Linked DNA regions of Gossypium hirsutum: region 2 is linked to region 1. Evidence: chromatin contacts called from public Hi-C data. All regions are on one chromosome and are shown on one strand. Each heading gives the region's core, a stretch centred on a gene start, on an enhancer-like site or on the middle of the called end of the contact. The rest is flanking DNA. Distances are from core to core; before and after follow the strand shown. Region 1 holds the start of LOC107960080 (mitochondrial outer membrane protein porin of 36 kDa). Region 2 holds the start of LOC107957349 (F-box/kelch-repeat protein SKIP11).

Region 1 (3,715 bases), core at 532-3,031:
GGCCCGTTTTTTAAACGGGTTTTATTTTTTTGTCCAAGCCCATTTTCGAATTTATATTTTTGCCTAAACCCTTTCACATTTCGGGCGGGCCTTCGAGCCTGGCCGAATGGCCCGACCCATAAATAGGTCTACTTCACACCAAAAATAAATTATTAATATTATTATGTGATGATTAAAATAATATTAATTAATATGGTACTATATTAATGTGAAATTAATTAATTTGATCCTAACTTTTAAAAGTTTTAGATAAACAATAACATAATATATTATTAATTAATAAAATTGTAAATCTATAAAATAATTTGAAAATATAATTAAATAAATTTAAAATAATAAAAAACCAAGTTTTTTAATTAAATATTTTAATTAAATAAATATAATTTTTATTTATAAATAATATTTTATTTTAAATAGAATAATAATTAACCATGTTAAAATCAGTTTTTTATAATTAATAAAATTGAATCTATAAATATGATTTTATTTAAAAAAAAGATAATAATGATTTTGTTAATAATGTTTTTTATTAAATCCTCAATATAAAACTAAGAGATAGAACTTTTGTTCATAACAAATTATTAATAATTATTTTACTAATAATGTTTTATTATTAATGTAATAGATATTATCACTTAATTATATTTTGAATCCATATTAAATTACATATATCATTTTAGATTAATTATCACTTAATTATTGTTGCTTTGTATACCAATTAAAACTAATATCCTGCACTATAAATATATGCATTAGCATGACATTTTCATTCAAATAACATATAAACAATTACAGGAAAGATCGTATTTTAGGGTTCTGTTTCCATTATGGGTGAGCACTTGATTAAATTAAGTGAAATTTTTTTGAATTAATCGGGTTGATGAGTCTTAATTTATTATCCTAACTAGATTTGAAATTTTTTAAAATCGAGGCGAGTGAAATGAAATTCAAGTAGAGTCAAATTGAGTGAAATTGTTCAAAAATTAAACATATCAAATTAAAATTTTATTGCAATATAACTAATTCCAATATTCATGTTAGAGCTTACAAATTTGAAATTATATATATTTGGAAACTTTTTCAAAGCAAAATGATTGAAAAAAAAAGACAGTTTAGTATGATAAACTTGAATCATTAATTAACTTACGACTCGAAAAAATCAAATAACTCAATTTAATTAACTCGAAATTAAATTAAAAATTTCAAATCCAATCTAATTTTAGTCACTTCTAATTTCCATTGCAAAAAATGTATGACTTTCATTATTACTTGATAACTTTAGTTGTTATTATTTATTGTTGTTTAATTTTAATAATACATGCACAACAATTAAAGTTGTTTACTATTTTGTTTCGAAATACTATATATGTCAAAAGCAATGGAGTATTAAAATAATATTTTACTACAAATTATATTTCATTGTTTATTTAATTATTTTTAAAGCATTAATTTATTCTTTAAATTATTTTTAAATTTAATAGGTTTTTATTATAAATTATATTAACTCTAATTTAATTAGTAAATATGTTTTTTAACTTATAAAAATATTATTTAATTAAAAACACGTAAAATAACATATTAGTTGCATGAAAGTGCAACGAACATTGAAAGAAATGTACCATTGGATACCATTACCCAACAAGAGGCCCAACCTTATAATGTTGCTTTAGCCTGACCCATAATTTCAACGGTCTAGAAGCGAACGCGTTTCTCAACTCAAGATCAATGGTCCGTAAAACACCAACTATTTATTAATTTAGGGTTATTATTTATTATCAATAATCTATATTTTTTTTCTTCCCTGTCAAAGTCAAACAAACAGCCAGAAGCAGCCAGCCAGCCCTCGTTTCCCTCATTTTCCTCTTCATTTTCTCGGGAAAAAAGAAGCATGGGAAAAGGTCCTGGTCTCTACTCCGATATCGGCAAAAAGGCTAGAGGTCGAAATTTCCTCATTTTCTATTTCGTCTTTTTTCATTTCATTTTCATTTGACTGCTTTTTATTAATTTCTTTTTCTTCATTGTTTTAATTCAGATCTTCTTTACAAGGATTACCAGGCTGACCACAAGTTCACTGTCACTACTTACACTTCCAATGGAGTCGTGAGTTTCCCTTTTAGATTTTGGATTTTTCAATATTATTTAATTTCTCAGCTGAATTAGTGATGCTGCTTCTCTTCAGTTTTGATTAATTTAGTTTATTTGATATTGTGTTGATGAACTCGTAATTGAACTTTATCGACTCTTCTAGGGTAATGCGTATATATATATTTATTTAGTTTATGTTTGTTGAATTTCATTCAGCATGTTCTTTACTTATTATTGCATAACATCTTTATTCTTTTCCCTAATTCTAATCAGTAAGTTTCAGTAGAATTCCTTTGGGTATATCTTCGTTTCATATGTTTGCATAAATGATTTTTCATGCTTCATTTTATGATTGATATATAGATTTATTTTTCACGGGCTACCTTCTTGTCTAGTTCATATTCTAATTCGTTAATTTGATGTATGCATGTATATATGTATGTCAGGCAATCACATCAACCGGGACTAAGAAAGGTGAATTGCTTTTGGCTGATGTAAATACTCAGCTCAAGAACAAGAACATCACAACTGATGTGAAATTCGACTCCAGATCGAATGTAAGTTGTACAGTGCTTTTACAGTTCAGTTAGGGTTTATATCTCTGAGGTCATATTTATAGTTGTTATATCATGCTACCATATGTCATTCTCATGAATGGGAAAATAATGGAGGCTTTCGTCCCTTATAGATGTACAAGTTGTTATGGTCCATTTCAATTGTCAAACCATGACATTGAGACTTCTTTTTGTTTTTTCTTGACGTGTGAATTTATTGTAGTCTCGGATATTATCTCATTTGTTTCTCATTTTTGTAGCTTTTCACCACTGTCACTATTGATGAACCTGCACCAGGATTGAAGACCATCTTTAGTTTCGTTGTTCCTGATCAAAAGTCTGGCAAGGTAATGGACACTTTCTTACTCCTGTTCCTATCATTAAGTTTTTTGTTGCTAACAACGAAATTTTCAGCATCTTTGTTTAAGTAATGAGTTAAAGCTATAGTTGTGCATCCCTTCTGTTAATCTTATTATAGGTTTTGTGAGGAATGGCTGTCCTTATTGTTGTTGTAACAGGTGGAACTGCAATACCGGCATGAATATGCTGGCATAAGCACTGGCATTGGATTGACTGCAAAGCCTCTTGTTAGCTTTTCTGGTGTTATTGGAAACGATTCTGTCTCTGTTGGGACTGATCTCTCATTTGACACTGCCAGTGGAAACTTTATCAAACTGAATGCTGGGTTAAATATCACCCATTCTGACCTCATTGCTTCCATGACATTGTAAGTAGTCATTCCTGAGTTGGGATTAACATTTTAGGTATTTATTTACTTGGAAGCGTGAAAAGTTACCTGGAAGTATCTGCATGAATGGTTTTCTATCTTCACTTGTTCATGTATTCTTTTATTCTGCTTGTTGACTTTGCTTTAACGGGGTTATTTTGTTGATTACTACAGGAATGATAAAGGTGATACTCTTACTGCTTCCTACTACCACATTGTTAGTCCATTGACTAACACAGCAGTTGGTGCAGAGCTGACCCATAGTTTCTCGAGTAACGAGAACACTCTCACTATTGGTACGCAGCATGCTCTTGACCCATTGACCACAGTGAAGGCTCGTATGAACAAC
Region 2 (3,715 bases), core at 709-3,208, 220 kb before region 1:
GAATTTTAGTCCACTTTTTTAACTCTAAATCATACTCCTCCCCACAAGTGAGAACCCTTGCATCATTTCCCGCTCCACCAGTTCCCCCAATTACATAGAATTTCTTATCCATAAATACCCCACTGCACATCTTCCTTGGGGTATTCATGCTTGGGAGAGTCTCCCACTTCTGAGTCTCGGAATTGTACATTTCTGCAGTGCTCAGGATGTTACCCTGAGAATCACAACCACCAGCTAAAATCGCAATCTCTCCAAGACTAGCTGACCCGAACAAGCACCTAGGAGAATTCATACTAGTCCCGAAAGTCCAAGAGTTTGTCAAAATACTATATCTATATATCACTTGGGAATTCAGTTCCTTCCCAAATACAAGCAACTCAGTTCCCACGGCCAAGGATTCCTTGTCCCCAAAAATGAAACAACCATTGGGAGGCATCGGTGGCAAATGCATCCACTTGCATTGGATTGGATCAAATGCCTCCCATTGAAGGAGGTCACAAGAGAAGTAAACCCAATGTTCAGTAACACCCTTCTGCCTCCTTGACTTGTAGATCTCTCCGCTCCTGATTACGGATCGGAAACTCCGATTCAACGAGGCAATGGAACCATAATAGGATCTCGAGCATCTAATCAGACAATTGATGGAGTTGTCCCTCCCAATCGGTTGGATTAACACATCCAAATCCGAAGAAGATTCATATCGACTAGTATCGTTGGAGAAGAGCTTAGGCAACTTGGTTTCCTGATGACAAGCATCGGATCCGGAGATTTCGAGAGGCAGCGGACGCTTCCCATTGAACATGTAAGGCCAGTCGGTTTCTTGTTGAGAGGAGCTTGCCAACACCAAACACGACTTGCAGGATCGATTCTCCACCATCACACTTTCGCTCCCCTCCCAATTTCCAAAAGGGAATAACTCCCAAAATCGCAACAATGGGAAGAAATTTCAAATCACTGTAGAAACAGAAAGTTTTTTTTTTTTTCGCCCAGCCGGGAAAATATATATTTATGCGCTGCAAAGATTAGCAATTCAACCTATTCAAGAACCAAAAAATAAACAACAGTTTCAATTTTGAACATTAAAGAAAAAAAAACAAACAGAAAATTGAATTAAATAAAGGCGATCCAAGTCAATTAAAAGAAAAACGAAATTTCAGAGGCAGGTTTTTTTTTTCTTTTCGTTTTCTCTGGTCTGTATTATGTAAAAAAAATAAACCTTAAAATTCAGTAAAAAAAGGAAGAGGAAAGAAAGTAAGAAAAAAAATTTATGATCAAACAATCTGAAGAAAAAGAGGTACCAGATCTCAGAATTTCAAATAACATAAGCACTAACCGAGAAAAAAATTGGACTGCTAGATCCAAACGAAGAGAATACCAAAAAAAAAAAGACGAATTGGATCTATTGATAGTTTCAGTAATCTTCATTAGAGAAAAACACAGTGCTTAAAAACATAAACATATACATGAACAAAAACAAAAACAAAAAACAAAAAAAAGGAAATAAGTGACAGAAGGAATACTAATAATAATAAGGTTGTGGAAAGACTTACTGAATGGATAAGAAGGAAGAAATGAGAAGAAGCAAAAAATTGGGTATGGATTTTGTGTTCTTTTTGGGTAAAAATGAACACACAGTCTCTAGCTCTAGCGCTATCCAAATCTCTGCTTTAAAGTATTGTTGTTGTTTCTTAGGGTGAGGAGTTCATTGGGTTTTTTTCTACATAGCCTGCGCCGCCTTTTTGTCCTTTTGATTCTCTCTGCAAATCACAGCCAGGGGGCTTTGCCACCAAATATCTTTAAAAGCTCACCTCTCTCTCTCTCTCTCTCTCTCTCTCTCTCCCTTCCCCCTCTCTATTTTAACTCCCCCATGAAAATTTATATATAAAAACATCTGGATTTTGTTTTATTAAATAAAATTTAAACTTTTCTTATAAATGGTATTCGGAATATTATAAAAGGAGGCATTTAATGTAAGGTGTTGGTAATGGTTAATATCAGTCCTGGAAGAAACAGCTCCAGATCATGGATAATATTTTAATTATATATAAACCGTAGTTTTTAATAATTATTTTAATTAAAAATAAAATAAAATAAAATAAAATAGTTCTAGTGTTCAAAGGCTAACCCTATATGAGTTGTGGTGGGGCGGGGCGGTGGTCAACGAAGGAGGGGAAGCAACTGTTAACCGGTGAAAGCCGGTTGAGACACGTGCCTTATTAGAGTGATATACATGAATATGAACAGAATATATAAAGGGGATAACAGTCCCTCTCTTTTGTTTTAGTTTGAATACTCCTTTACCCCGATGTTTGTTACGATTTCTTTTACGTGTCAATAAGTACAAATATACAACACTTAACTCCTAAAGTCGTACACAACGTGATAAAATTTATACAGATATACATTTACAGAATATATTTCTTTTTATTTTTTTTCTTTTTAAAATTTAGAGAATATTTTTTTTTAAAAAAAGTGAATTGGGTAGAATCCATTTTGTGGGATAATATTAAGGATAAAACTGATTAAGTAATTATCCAATTCACTTCTCAAACTATAAAATTAACATTATCCATCCTAATCATAATTATCACTCAATTTTTCTAAATTTATTTAATTTGTTTCCATTATTAGTTGTAGTTCTTTCTTTTTTTTCTTTTCATAAAAGGAAACAAATTGAATTTTCTTAATAATTTCTTTTTTTTTAAATGGCAGGTTTCATAATTTGTAGTTTTTTTATTTTAAATATAATTATAATCACAATTACAAGTATACATATTACACAATCTAATAATTAAATTCAAAATCAATTATTACAAAACATTATCCAAACTTAATTAAGATTAATTTAGATAAAAGTCATACATAGGGTAAAAATAAGTAAATAGATAAATTAGGTGTCAAATTGCATTTTATCTCTTCTATTAAGAAAATTGATAAATTAGTTTCTACACATTAAATTAAAGAACAAATCGATCCTTTTTTGTTAAAAAGAATTTCATTCATTTCTATTGTTAAAAATTTGTATGGATAATAGCTAGAGGTACTCATGGGTCAAGTTGAGTCTAAGCAGGATACTAACTTACTTTATACTTGCCCGAACCCGACCCGAAATCCAGGCTAAAAATTTTGTCCAAACCTGTCCATATTTATAAAGACTAACCCCCGCCCATATTATTTTTAAAAAATATATATATTTTTATTTTAATATTTAATAATTTTATTCATTTTTTATTTATTGAATTTTTTATATAGTCATCTTAATATTATTTTAATGTTTACATTAGAATAGTATTATATATTTAATATAATTTTATTTTTTTTAACTTGTCCTAAATTACATAATATATAAAAATAACATAATATAAAGTATTATAAATTTAAAATGGGTTGATTCAGGCTCAAGTTTTTTTCCCAAACCCTCTCAAATTTTGGGAGGTAACCTGACCCATGAACATGTTTACTAATAGTATAACTAAATAGTGACATGTGATGTGCTACAAATGTCTCATATTGACATACAGAGATCAATTTTTAGTAGTAAAAATAAATAAAAATTTTAATATATGACTAATTTACTCTTTGATCTAACGTATAAGAATTAATTTATTAAAAAAATATAATTTAACATTTAATATAAAAACATCCGTAGTATATATATAAACATCCCAACAGCTTAAGAAAGGCAAAAAGAATAGGGTGGTTGTTTGATTCAAAA

The links. A called contact is a pair of places that touch in the nucleus more often than the background predicts.
Region 2: a Hi-C map of leaf shows a contact between it and region 1, with 1.8 times the contacts expected there. The contact joins the promoter of LOC107957349 here to the promoter of LOC107960080 in region 1. A contact is called at or near these places in 5 of 34 Hi-C or Micro-C datasets (callus, leaf and petal).

The regions. Positions count from the first base shown.
Region 1 is chrA05:44,285,391-44,289,105 of Gossypium_hirsutum_v2.1, reverse strand. It overlaps LOC107960080 (mitochondrial outer membrane protein porin of 36 kDa), which reads left to right and starts at 1,781. Exons shown (of 6, transcript XM_016896293.2): 1 at 1,781-1,937; 2 at 2,033-2,100; 3 at 2,532-2,642; 4 at 2,900-2,986; 5 at 3,158-3,366; 6 at 3,541-3,715. The coding sequence starts at 1,889.
Region 2 is chrA05:44,502,766-44,506,480 of Gossypium_hirsutum_v2.1, reverse strand. LOC107957349 (F-box/kelch-repeat protein SKIP11) reads right to left here and starts at 1,958. Exons shown (of 2, transcript XM_016892857.2): 1 at 1,551-1,958; 2 at 1-1,013. The coding sequence starts at 877.